Regions from separate parts of the Mus musculus genome. Here all the other regions are linked to region 1. The links are chromatin contacts, called in public promoter capture Hi-C maps. All regions are on one chromosome and are shown on one strand. The core of a region is the stretch at or near the end of the contact, and the rest is flanking DNA. Distances in the headings are between cores, read along the strand shown.

Region 1 (3,810 bases), core at 520-3,019:
CTGTCACTGACCTCCAGGACAATGCAGATACTAAGCTGACACTTGATAAACATCATAACAGGGTAAATGAGTGCAAAAGTCCCGGGGCCCAGAAAAGAATATTCCAAAGTACGAAGCCTTGAGCATGCTTAACTACCAAAATAAAAAATAAAGAAATGAAGGCCCCAAAAGCAGGCTTAAAACCAAGGTCTCTCTGACCTTCTCAGACTTGTTTCTCTACCTTCCCCTAAACAGGGTCAACTGGTTCACTTTAGCAGACAAGTGGAAGCTACCTCCACATCAGACTCTTCTGAAAGCTGCTCTAAGATAGCGACTTGTCACATCACAAAACAGCTCTTATTCACCACACAATTCTATTCAGCCTCCCATAGGTTGTGAGTCACCATCCTAAGGTTCAAGCTCCTATTCTTCTCCGTGGCTTCTCTTAGAATCACCTATTTTTGCAGGACTCCCATGCATGTGTTATTAAGTATGGATTTGTGCCATATTTAAAACCCGTATCTTGTACACGGCCTTCCTGTCCTATTCTGTTGGTTTATCACACTACTCGACGACTAAAGCTTTCTGGGAGCTTTCCCTCTTCTACCAGAGGAAGGATAGCCCTGGGCACGTAAGAGTGTGGTCTCAAAGATGGAAAGAAAACAAATCGTTTGTAAATACTTTGCAAACTGCAATTTCTCTAGTATGAGATTTCCTTTTCTGCTTGTCATTTCCCTCCTCCTTTTCCTTCTTTGAACTAATGGCAACGTTCTGAGAGGGAAATAGAGAAGGCGAGGAATCTAGTAACGTGGTAAACAATATGGGAGAACACCCGCAATGCCGTAATACAACACCCCAAGACAGGACAGCATAGTGCACGGGAAAACCATGGATCCAGGCTCAAAGAGCCAAGCTCCACTGCTTAGCTTCCTCGCACACCCCTAGGTAAACCCATTCTTCAAGACTTCCGACACCCTCTGTAACTCACGGATCTTTATTTCCCTTCAGACAATTCTTGTAAGCATAAAATGAGATCACCGTTTGGAAATGCATCGTAAATCAATACAGGTTTTCTAAACATTCGCTGTTTTCATTAGTCATACTGCGCGAGGCTAGAAGCCAGACACCTGGCTTCCAGCCCTGTCTCGAAGTCACTGCGTGATCTCTGCAAATCGGAAAGTCCGATTCCTAAGCGAGGTTTCCCAAGCAATGCCCACTGCAATGCTTTCAATTTTGCAGATGGGGAAACTGAGGCCCAAACCCGCTAGAGCCCAGATCACAATTGGAGGCGGATCCTGGGCATGTCCTCGGGTTTTTTGACACCAAGAGCTGTTTTTCACTGCACCAGCTCCTCCCCCCCACTTCTGCTCAGGCCTGTCTCAGCTCTGTAAAACGACGCCGGTTTCAAAAGACCCCTGAGACAGTCATTCTTCCCAGCTACGTGAATTGCGCAGCCCTGCGCAAATGCACCCTGCACGCAGGGCCGGGAGCTCCAGGGCCCGAGCCACAGGGGCCACACACGCTCCCGCCTCCCGCCGCAGCCAGCACTCACTCGAGCAGATCAGGGACATGGCGCCGTCGTAGCGCTGCTGCCAGTCGCCTCACAGAGGGTTCCCGGTTCTCTGCAGCCTCCGCGGGCCACTTCCGGTCCCCCGCCGCTTCCGGAGCGCTCGGACGCGGGTAGACAGCTGCCCAGCGTGGCGATGCTCGCACAACTGCTTCACGTGGGGAGGTGGCCGGTGGCGCGCCTCAGCCTTCTGCAGCTAACGGAAACTGCCCTTTCCCAGCATGCAACCGAGCAGGAAAAGGCCCGCCTCGAAACACTCGGCTGTTTCCGCATTGGCTCGGCTTCTTCCGGCGAGCGCTCCAAGAGGCCTGAGGCGGGAAGGAGAGAAGAAACTACATTTCCCATGAGGCTGCGGGGACCGCCAAGGCTCTTTTTTTTTTTTTTTTTTTTAGATGGAGCTGCTGTCACCTAGGGAACACTAGTCTTTGAAATGGTCGTGTGCAAGACAGATTTTTCAGGAGCTTGTAAAAGTGCAGATTCCTAGAGTCTGCCTTAGAGAGTCTGTAGGCATGATTCGGAGACCTGTGTTCCTTGGCCGGCTTTTGAGAAACAATGTGACCCTGTAAATAAAGCACAAATGAGTAAAGAAACTAACACTGCCTAAATTCTTGCTCTGGAAATATGGGCAAGCCAATGACTTCGTTGCCTGCTACGTTTTAAATATAGTCTGTTTTGTAAACTCAAGGGAATTTAGTTCCCAGCGTCTTATGTGTACGTTTAAAAGAATGGAAATTTGATGGGTGTGTTTGCAGAAGTCTTTAAACACAGGCACTGGGCTTCAGAGGCAGGCAGATCTCGGAGTACAAGTCCAACCTGGTTATATAGTGAGCTCCAATCCAGGGCAGTCAGAGCTGTGTAGAGAGAACATGTCTCAATAAGCAACCAAACAGTAAGAGTGGAAAGTTAGCACGACTATGGTGTTTTTCTGTGGTTTTGTTTTTGTTTTTTTGAGACTGGGTTTGTGTGTGTGTGTGTGTGTGTGTGTGTGTGTGTGTGTGTGTAGCCCTGGCTGTCCTGGAACTCAGTCTGCAGATAAGGCTGGCCTCAAACTCAAAGATCTTCCTGTCTCTGCCTTTTGAGTGCTGAAATCAAAGGTGTGTGTCATTACTATCTAGCTTAACTGTGGAATGTAGAGGTGGGATCTTTAGAATAAGACATTACAAGAATCCTGGTGGAGTTCATATAGGGAAAGAAAGAGTGAACAGGCACAAATGAACCAGTTGACTTCCATGGCAATGTGACACCAGCAAGGAAGAGGCCCTAGACATTGCCCACGTCATTCTCTTTGAACCTTGTGCTTCTAGAAATTTGAGCAAGGAGAACCCTCTTTTCTTTAAAGTAGCCTACCTCAGGTGTTTTGTTATAATAACAGTTCCCTGCCTCCTGCCAACTTCTTTTGTTTTCTCTACTAAAGACCGGACCAGATCGGCTACCAAGCCTGATACCCGAGTTCAGTCCCCAAGACACCCCCCCCACACACACACACACACAAGCACACACAGTAAAATAAATAAATAGGCTAGGCCTGGTGGCACATTGAGAGTAAGTAAATAAACTAAAATGGTATCAGTCATAATGGAGTTCTATGGTAGCAAATTAAAACTAGCTTTCTAACCTTCTAAGAAATCAGGACAGACAGAGGCAATGGCCACATGTCCTAGCCCTGCCAATCACAGCAAGCATGGTAACTATGTTCTGCCTGCCTTGGTCCTTATGAAAAGTACACTGGAGAAATCTGACCTATCAACCAGTCAGATCTCTGCACTTCCCTCTTTGTCTCCTAGCCTCCCAAGGAAAACATGCTCAGGCCTTCTCTTTTGTTTTATTTCTGCTTCCTGTCTAGGGAATGACTCCCCTCCGAGGCATCAAGACACACTTTGGCTCATGGAATGAGGTGTTGCCCAATTCTACAATCACAAAATATAGCCAACATAAATCTTTAATGTGATCTAATTGGTCTAAGAGACAGAAATGAGATGAAGAAAGAAACGCTGACATAGGCTGGGCAGTGGTGGCGCACGCCTTTAATCCCAGCACTTGGGAGGCAGAGGCAGGAGGATTTCTGAGTTCGAGGCCAGCCTGGTCTATAGAGTGAGTTCTAGGACAGCCAGGGCTACACAGAGAAACCCTGTCTTGAAAAAAACAAAAAAACAAAAACCAACTGCTGACATAGATTACAGTCTGTGGAATGATGGGCACATAAACAAGAAGAAAGTTCCAGATGGGTAGGTGCTCTAAATAAAAGATAAATTAGAGCGGGTTGA
Region 2 (3,909 bases), core at 250-2,749, 2.1 Mb after region 1:
TCTGCCTGTGAGGGCTGTCCCCCATACACTGCTCCTCCAGGTGGGAACAGCCCTTCAGATCTGTGGGGCTGTTCCTCTGACAAGTCAGCCTCCTCATCAGAGATCACAATAGCTTCTACTTTTACCTGGACCAGTTCAGCTTCAACTGGGGCTGGAGCCTGGGATAGAACTGGGGCTGGCGCTGGGGGTGGGGCTGGAGCTGGGGGATAGAAGCCTTGCAATGGTCCTCCAGTATCCCTTGGTTCCACCACCCTCAGACTCTCAGGAACCACATCAAGAGGAGTCAAGGGCTCCACCGAAACTCCTGGAAGGCCAGAAGAGAAGTAGTTTACAGGAATGGTCTCTGTAGAGCTACTTGGGCTGGCAAGAGAGACGGAGACATCAGCCACTGGTGGAGGAGGTGCCCGAAGATGTGATGAGTCAACTTCCATGCTTGGTTGTGTAGTGTCTGCCCCCCCAGATACTGGTGGCTCATCTGCAGGATGAGCAATGGGTAAGGGAGTGGCTGGACCCTTCCATTCCTCTTTGTTCCAGCGGGCTGACGGTTCAACAGATGCCAGTAAAGGCTGTGGGCCTCGAGAACTGCCTGACAAAAACTCCAGACTAGCAGGATTGGTTTCCTCTTCCTTCTTGGTACTGTCTGCCTCTGCCAGAGCTCGGGCCTGCAATCGTTGCTTACAAACCTTAACAATGTCATTCATGTGCAAGTAGCTGGCAGCTGCCAGCACATCTTCTAGAGGAGTATCTCCCCTAAGGGCCAGCTGGCCAGCATACATAAAGTCCAAAAGCAACCCAAAGGCTGGGGCCGTGACAATCTCATTGTGAATACACACCAGGTCCCTCTTGTCCAATTCCCGCTCCTTGTAGAAAAGCTGAAAGAATGGGCTGCAGGAGGCCAGCACAGCCCGATGGGCCAAGAACTGGGTACTACCAACCATCACAGTGCAGTCACAAAGGAAACCCTGGGACCGTTGCTCCCGCAGGCTCTGAAGCAGCTGCTGACTGTGTTCTGGGAACTCCATAGCACCCCAAGGAGGGAAGGGTGCCCAAGAGAGTTCCCTACCACTGACTCCCTGGGAAGAAAGGACAGTAAATTAGGTAACTTCCATAGCAACCTCCACATCAGCCCTTAAATAGAGCTGACCACCCAAGGCCTCTGGCAACATGCTGTCCCCCACCCCCAACCATGTTTCAGTTAACTGCCCTTCTTTTTCCACTATCCCACCCAAAGACCTGTTGGCTCCGCCCCCTGAGCCTAACCTTAGGAATCGTCCCCGCCCCTATTCGAAAAAAAGCCCTGCCCCCGGAAGTCCCGCCCCCTAAGCAGCCTGTGCTTCCTCGATTCTCAGCCGGTGCCTTACAATGAGTCCTCCAACTAGGACTGTCTTTTGCGCCCAAGCTTTCCCGGGTGATGCCTTCACGCCCCAGACCCGGAACTTCCTGCGCTTTTCCCTCTCGAACTCCAAGGCTAAGGACTCCCAACGTAGGAACTAGCAGAGAAAGCTGAGCCCTCACCCACGACCTAGCAGCTACTAGGAGAGCTCCGCCTCTTCCCACCTCCGCTATCTTAATTGGCTCAAGCTTGCCCTCTCTTGTTGTGGATTGGCTCACTGTGAGCTACCCCGCCCCTCGATAACCGGCTTCTCCAAATGGGCAATCCCTGCCATTGCTCAGGCGTCGAGGCTCACAATTGGTTGTTGCTCCTGTCCTAAACTTTTCTTCCTCATCCCGCCTTCCCTCAGAGACCTCAGGATTGGCTGAACTTATTCATCTGTTTCCCATAGGGAAATTACCCGCCTGGGTGGGGCGAGGTTGGCAGTAACGCAGTGTATTCGGGAGTATACAGCCTGTTTCTGCTGCGGACTACCTAGAAGGAGAACTATAACAAAATGGTGTGATAACCTGTAGGCCCACGTCTAGACCAAGCTCTGCCGAAACAGTGGGCAGTAAGCCACACCTCCCAAAAGTGCAGTTCACTCTTGCAGATCTGGTCCTCGAAAATTACAGGATGCGCCACTAGTTCAGGCTCAGTAGTGGTGTTAGTAACTACCTCTAACTCTATGAAGATGATGGACTGTTCTCTAGGCAAGCCCTAGTAAGGACAGAAATGGGACAGAGTCTAAGGATATCTGTGTTGTTAAAATCTTTTCCCTGAGGGGGGCTGCGATCGGAATGTAAAGTCAATAAGTAGAGAAAACAAAACAAAACAAAAAACTCTTCTGTAAGGTCCCAATGATAAACCAAGGTACTATGCCACTAGTACCTTGGGCCCCTGAGAACTTATTGGCCTTTCTTACAGAGCCTAGGTGAGGGGTTACTTACAGGAGTGTGGGTGAGCCACTTCAGAAGTCCCTGGCTAAAGGGTTTACCCAGCATAATGTTCCTGTAGCCATATAGATGGAGCTCCCTCCCTAAGTCATTCTCCACCTATAGAATTCTGGGTATATATATATATATATATATATATATATATATATATATATATATATATATATATATATATATATATATATATGTATATCAATCAGGTAATATATGTAATATATATATTACACACACACCCAGCCCTGGAGATCCTGGGGTCATGTGCAATTAGGGAACTGGTTGAGGGAAGTGACTGGATACTCAAGTGAGGGTCTCATGACCCTCCACAGCCCCTCATCCTATAAGGGAAAGTCAACAGTCAGCAAGCACAGCTGAGGTGGTCTTCTGCCTGCAGACCCAGCTAAAGTTCTGAGGAGGATGGTAGTTTGCCTCCAAAGATAGTCCTGTTTGGTCCCATAATACACATGTGGTTGTGCATGTCCACAATATGTTCAGGAGGTAGAAGACAGAGCATCGGAACTTCAAGGCCAGCCGGAACAACAAACTTTCAGCACAGCCTGGACAGCATAAAACCCAAGTGTAGGTGATGTGCTCTTTTAATCCCAACACTTGGGAAATAGAGGCAGGCAGATCTCTGAGAGTTTAAAGTCAACCTGGTCAATATAGTGAGTTCTAGGCCACCAGAGCTGCACCATGAGTCCCTGGAAATAGTTCCACGAATGGAGTTTTGTTTATTTTTTCAATTGAGCTACTTCTTGTTTGCTTGAGAGGATTTCCACATGTAGCACAGGTTGTCTTGGAACTTAGAGTGCTCCTGCCAATGTCTCACCAGCAGGAGCTATAGGCAGGTCAATGGTGACCAGTATTGAAGAAACATTTCCCCCACCCTGTACCTTCTCCTTTTTTTTTTTCCTTTAAAATGACAAGCCCTCACTTAACACAGGCTGTCCTCATATTTGCTCTTGTATCCAAGGATGACCTAACACTCCTGAGCTTCTCTCTATTATCTGAGTCCTGATAATATCTTAGTATCTTAGTATCTTGTCTATATTGTCCAGAAATCAGCAGTTCAGTTTATTGGTTAGCAGCAGCAGCTGGATCCACTCGCAAACACTTCATGGATACACCAGCAGTCCAGTTTGGGAGAGTCAGGATAGCAAACATGAATCAGTAGCAGTGGAACGACCTAGCAGAGACAGCCAGGCCTCAGCCTTGGCACAAGTCAGCAGGTGGGACCAGGAGGAACACTACGAAAAGTTCTAGGCTGTGCCTCTCTCAGGGATGAGATAAGCAGACTTGAGACCTACAAGCATTGCATAGCTAGCTCTAGAAGCAAGCCTAGCTCAGCCTCTATCACCATCCACTGAGTCCTACTTATACTCTCTCCAAACATCACATGTTCTCCATGAGTCTTGACGCAGCACATGCGTCTGTCTTACCTGACATCACTCTGCCAATCAGCCCAAGTCCGAAGAAGCAGCAAGAAACTGCAGCACACCACCAAAAGTTTTTTGGTGCATTTCTCCCTATGGAGTCCTGACAAATTCAACTCAACTGTGCAATGGAAGGCAGGCCAATACATGC
Region 3 (3,679 bases), core at 28-2,527, 2.1 Mb after region 1:
AACCCCCCCAAAAAAAAGTAAAAGTCTATGCAATACCGAACTTGGGAAGCTGACACAGGGAGACTGACTGAGGCCAGCCTGGGATACTAGGGCTGACCCTGTAAGGGAGAATTAGCCTTCCCTAGGGATGAATTCCCTAAATGGTTATCCAATCCCAAATGGTAAGCTTTAGAAACAAATATATACACATTAACACTAAATGGGCTCTGCATGTTGGATGAATTTGGGGAGAGAGTTGACAATGGGAATGGCTAGAGAAAGGAGACCAAGTAATTATATTTGAATTAAAATAAAGGTTCATTGGGTAGCTATTTTTCAGGCCTGGATAAATCATCAGTATTACACAAATACAAAAAAGGTATAACTTTCAAAGAAATCCACCTAATATCTAGCATCCTCTAAACAACGATCCTCTCCAAGCAACCCTAGTAAAAAGGAATACATTAAGAGACAGTGAAACTACGGTTCACGGAAGAAAATTCCCACTCCAGTTACTGTGTTCTAGGCACTTGGTAGAAATTATTTCATACGCACACAAACGCACACGCACATGCACACAAACTTGGGAGACAGGTACCCACATGAAAGAGGCGGAAAACAAGGCCTGAAAGTTTAACTCACTCGGGTTTAGTACAGCCAACTCCAGATTCAAACCTCAGCTGTCATAGTGTCCTAACCACCACAATGAATTAACATGTCAGGATAGGTGTTCCGACTAGAAATTTGATAAACAATAAGCAGCAAGCTACAAGAACAGACTGATCGTATCACAAAAAGAAAAAGAAAAATAGGGCACCAGGGTAGCCCACGACCAAGCGACTACTGACTCACATTTAAAGGAAGAGTCGGGCCGCCAAACTGAACTGACAGGCATCAACCACCCTCAAAGTTGAAAGGAATCTTGTCACCCCACCCCTGAGCCACAGGTTCTCCAACGCCTGAATCCGGGCGACTCTGGAGCCCCTGGGTCCCGCGGCGCCCCGCGCCCCCTGCCCGCGCGGCCACCGCTACCTACGGACGTAGGGCTCCTCGCGGCCTCCCGCCCCCGGGCTGAGGCCTAGGCCAGGGCCGCCCACCCCAACCCACCGCGTCGCCTCCCGGCCCGAGGCCCCGCACTGACCGTTGTATGACTTCCCTTCGTCCGCCATGGCACAGGCAGGTACAGGGGCGGGCTCAGGCGCAGAACCTGACGCCACCAAACGCCAAGGAGCCTTAGCGCTCAGGACAGAATCTCTCCTACGACCGGCGCCACCGCATTTATCCGGCGAAGCACGTCGCGCGCCGCCGACGTCCCCAGGATGTGGGCGGTGCCGCGGGACGTGAACGCGCTCTCTGAGCCTGCGCAGAAGCAGGGCGGCCGCTCGGGGGCGTGGCCAGGCCCTCCGAGGCCCGCCCACGGCCGGAGCTCCGGCCGGATGGCCTATCGGCCGGCCCCGCCTTCCTATTTCTTCGCTGGCCCGGTCCCGGAGCTAAACCCTCTGCGTTAGCACTGAACTCAAGAGGAGCAGGGTCGAGGGCTACACACAAGAATGGAGACCTGGCCTCTGAACGGGAGTAACGGCCCACAGTCCCCGCCGGTGGGATCCCGGCAGCGAGTAAGTCGCAGCTCAGTTCCTTGCCAGCCGCTGGCCTATGCCCTCTTAGCTTTTCTCATCTCCACGACGAATTATGACGAAATAGAAAATTGGAATGTAAGCCCCACTGGAGCAGGAACCTTAACTAATGCGAACTTTTCTTCCTCCAGCACAGTATCATGCCCAGTGTGAAACCCAAGTGTGAATTAAACGAAATCCTGTCCTTCGTAGGTTTTTAAATTGACTAATGAAAAAAGGTCTTTTAAATTGACTAATGAAAAAAAAAGTCAAGTCGGGTGTAGTGGAGCAGGTCTTTAAACCCAGCATTTGGAAGGCAGAGGCAGGCAGATCTTTGAGTTTGAGGCCAGTCTTGGCTCTATAGAAATTTCTAGAACAGCCAGAGCTATGTAGAGACCCTTCCTCCAAAAAAAATAAAATAATAAAATAAAATAAAAAAGCTTTAGTCTTACTATCAATACTTTGTCCAGTTCAGAGATAGGGAACACTACATAGACCATCTCAAAACAAAATCAGGGATCTAGTGAGCCTTAAGCCTTGATCTTCACTTCACTCAGTCTGTCATACTGAAGCCTAATTGGTAGACCCAGGTCAGCTAGGTAGGTAGCTAGGGAAAGTTGCTAGTTTTGGGTTTTGTTTCTTGAAACAGGGTTTCTGTGAAACTTGCTTTGTAGACCAAGTTGGCCACAAACTCAAGAAATTCACCTGCTTCCAACTCCCAAGTGTTGACTGAAACTTTAATGTCAAACCCAAGAGCTCTAGGAAACTTTTCTGGTGTGGCTAGGACTATTGCAGCCTTGGATCCAGATGCTGCTGTGGGAGGGGGAAGCAGATGGGGTGCTGGTAGGCATGGAGCATGACTTGATTTGAAGATACAAAACAGGCTCAAACTTATGGGTACTGTCTTGGAAGTTGCCGCCCAATTATGAACCCACTTAGTCCAAAGGAAAACTCTTATGAAGTGCTGCTGTACTTGGCTACTCGCTTCTAGGGGGGAGTTGTGTGTACAGAGCTCCGGAGCTACCCTGCCTATCAGTAGGGGCCCATCAGAGTCACTGACTTAACCCTTTTGGTTCTGGTATTGGGCAGTGGTTAGCTTTTTGCTGAAGTCCCCCCCCCCCCCCCAGAAATGACATCAACACTAGTGAGGCTGACAGTCTTGCTGTAATTGGGAGGAAATAGGCTGCAGCATGTTTGGCATATTGAGAGTCACCAGTAGCCAAAGTCAGGTTTGTGCAGGCAACTGTAGGGCTCAGAGCCCCCTCACCTCACATGGTGAGGAGAAGGCGGCAGTCAAGTTCTAGCTGACCCAGATGATGAAGTTGGTCCCTTGGATACTTCTTGAGGATTCTTGCCTCTCAAGAAGGAAGGGCGTTTTCTCCTCTTGCTGCCAGTTACGTTTGGGGGAGGCTGGTTATAGGCTTATAAAAATCTCAAGGTGGAGACAACCTCCCCCACTGGCCCCTAGCTGGCTTCTGTTCCCAGCCTCTTCACAGCAGAGTCCAAATCCAGAACCAGTGTGTTTCATGGGCCTGAGGATAGGACAGAGTGGCCAGAGACAAGGGTGGGGAATCAGGGACACTGGCCATTCTTAGCAGTTCCAAGGAAATGGCCTTTCTCCCAACCACCTTGCACAGGCTCAGTGGCAATAGTAGCCACCTGTCCTCCCAGGAGGATCCCAAGCCCTCCATGGAGTGGCTCAGAATGAGGGAGGAGGGTTCAGGCAAGGAAGACCACAAAGATGATGAAGAAGACAATGAGGATGAGGAAGATTTTGACCATGAGCCACCGATTGGAGGTAACTGACTGGAAGTACTTGAGGATCTCTGAATGGGCTGCCTCCACATCCAGCTGGGCTCCAAGCACATTCTCGTCGATCCTGGAGACAGCCAGGAGATAAACAGAAGGACACTGGGTTAAAAAGAAGATTGAAGACATCCATTTATTGATATGGAAAGGTGATTACAATATGTGGAAGTAAAAAGTGTTTCATACTGTGTGAACTTTTTTTGGTTTGTTTGTTTGTTTTTCAAGACAGGGTTTCTCTCTGTAGCCCTGGCTGTCCTGGAACTCACTCTGTAGACCAG

What was found. Promoter capture Hi-C pulls out the DNA fragments that hold promoters and counts their contacts.
Region 2: a promoter capture Hi-C map of hippocampal neurons shows a contact between it and region 1, with 3 times the contacts expected there. A contact is called at or near these places in 1 of 39 promoter capture datasets (hippocampal neurons) and 1 of 484 Hi-C or Micro-C datasets (muscle stem cells).
Region 3: a contact with region 1 is called in a promoter capture Hi-C map of pre-B cells, with 2.1 times the contacts expected there. A contact is called at or near these places in 3 of 39 promoter capture datasets (cranial neural crest, liver and pre-B cells) and 1 of 130 datasets of targeted methods (astrocytes).

What each region holds. Positions count from the first base shown.
Region 1 is chr19:10,893,190-10,896,999 of GRCm38.p6, reverse strand. It overlaps Prpf19 (pre-mRNA processing factor 19), which reads right to left and starts at 1,769. Exons shown (of 16, transcript NM_134129.4): 1 at 1,532-1,769. The coding sequence starts at 1,550.
Region 2 is chr19:8,800,138-8,804,046 of GRCm38.p6, reverse strand. Zbtb3 (zinc finger and BTB domain containing 3) reads right to left here and starts at 1,499. Exons shown (of 2, transcript NM_001098237.2): 1 at 1,362-1,499; 2 at 1-1,073. The coding sequence starts at 1,022.
Region 3 is chr19:8,754,701-8,758,379 of GRCm38.p6, reverse strand. Nxf1 (nuclear RNA export factor 1) reads right to left here and starts at 1,277. Exons shown (of 21, transcript NM_016813.2): 1 at 1,121-1,277. The coding sequence starts at 1,148. 1700023D09Rik (RIKEN cDNA 1700023D09 gene) reads left to right here and starts at 1,411. Exons shown (of 2, transcript NR_132423.1): 1 at 1,411-1,595; 2 at 3,230-3,591. Stx5a (syntaxin 5A) reads right to left here. Exons shown (of 10, transcript NM_019829.4): 10 at 2,738-3,471. The coding sequence ends at 3,312.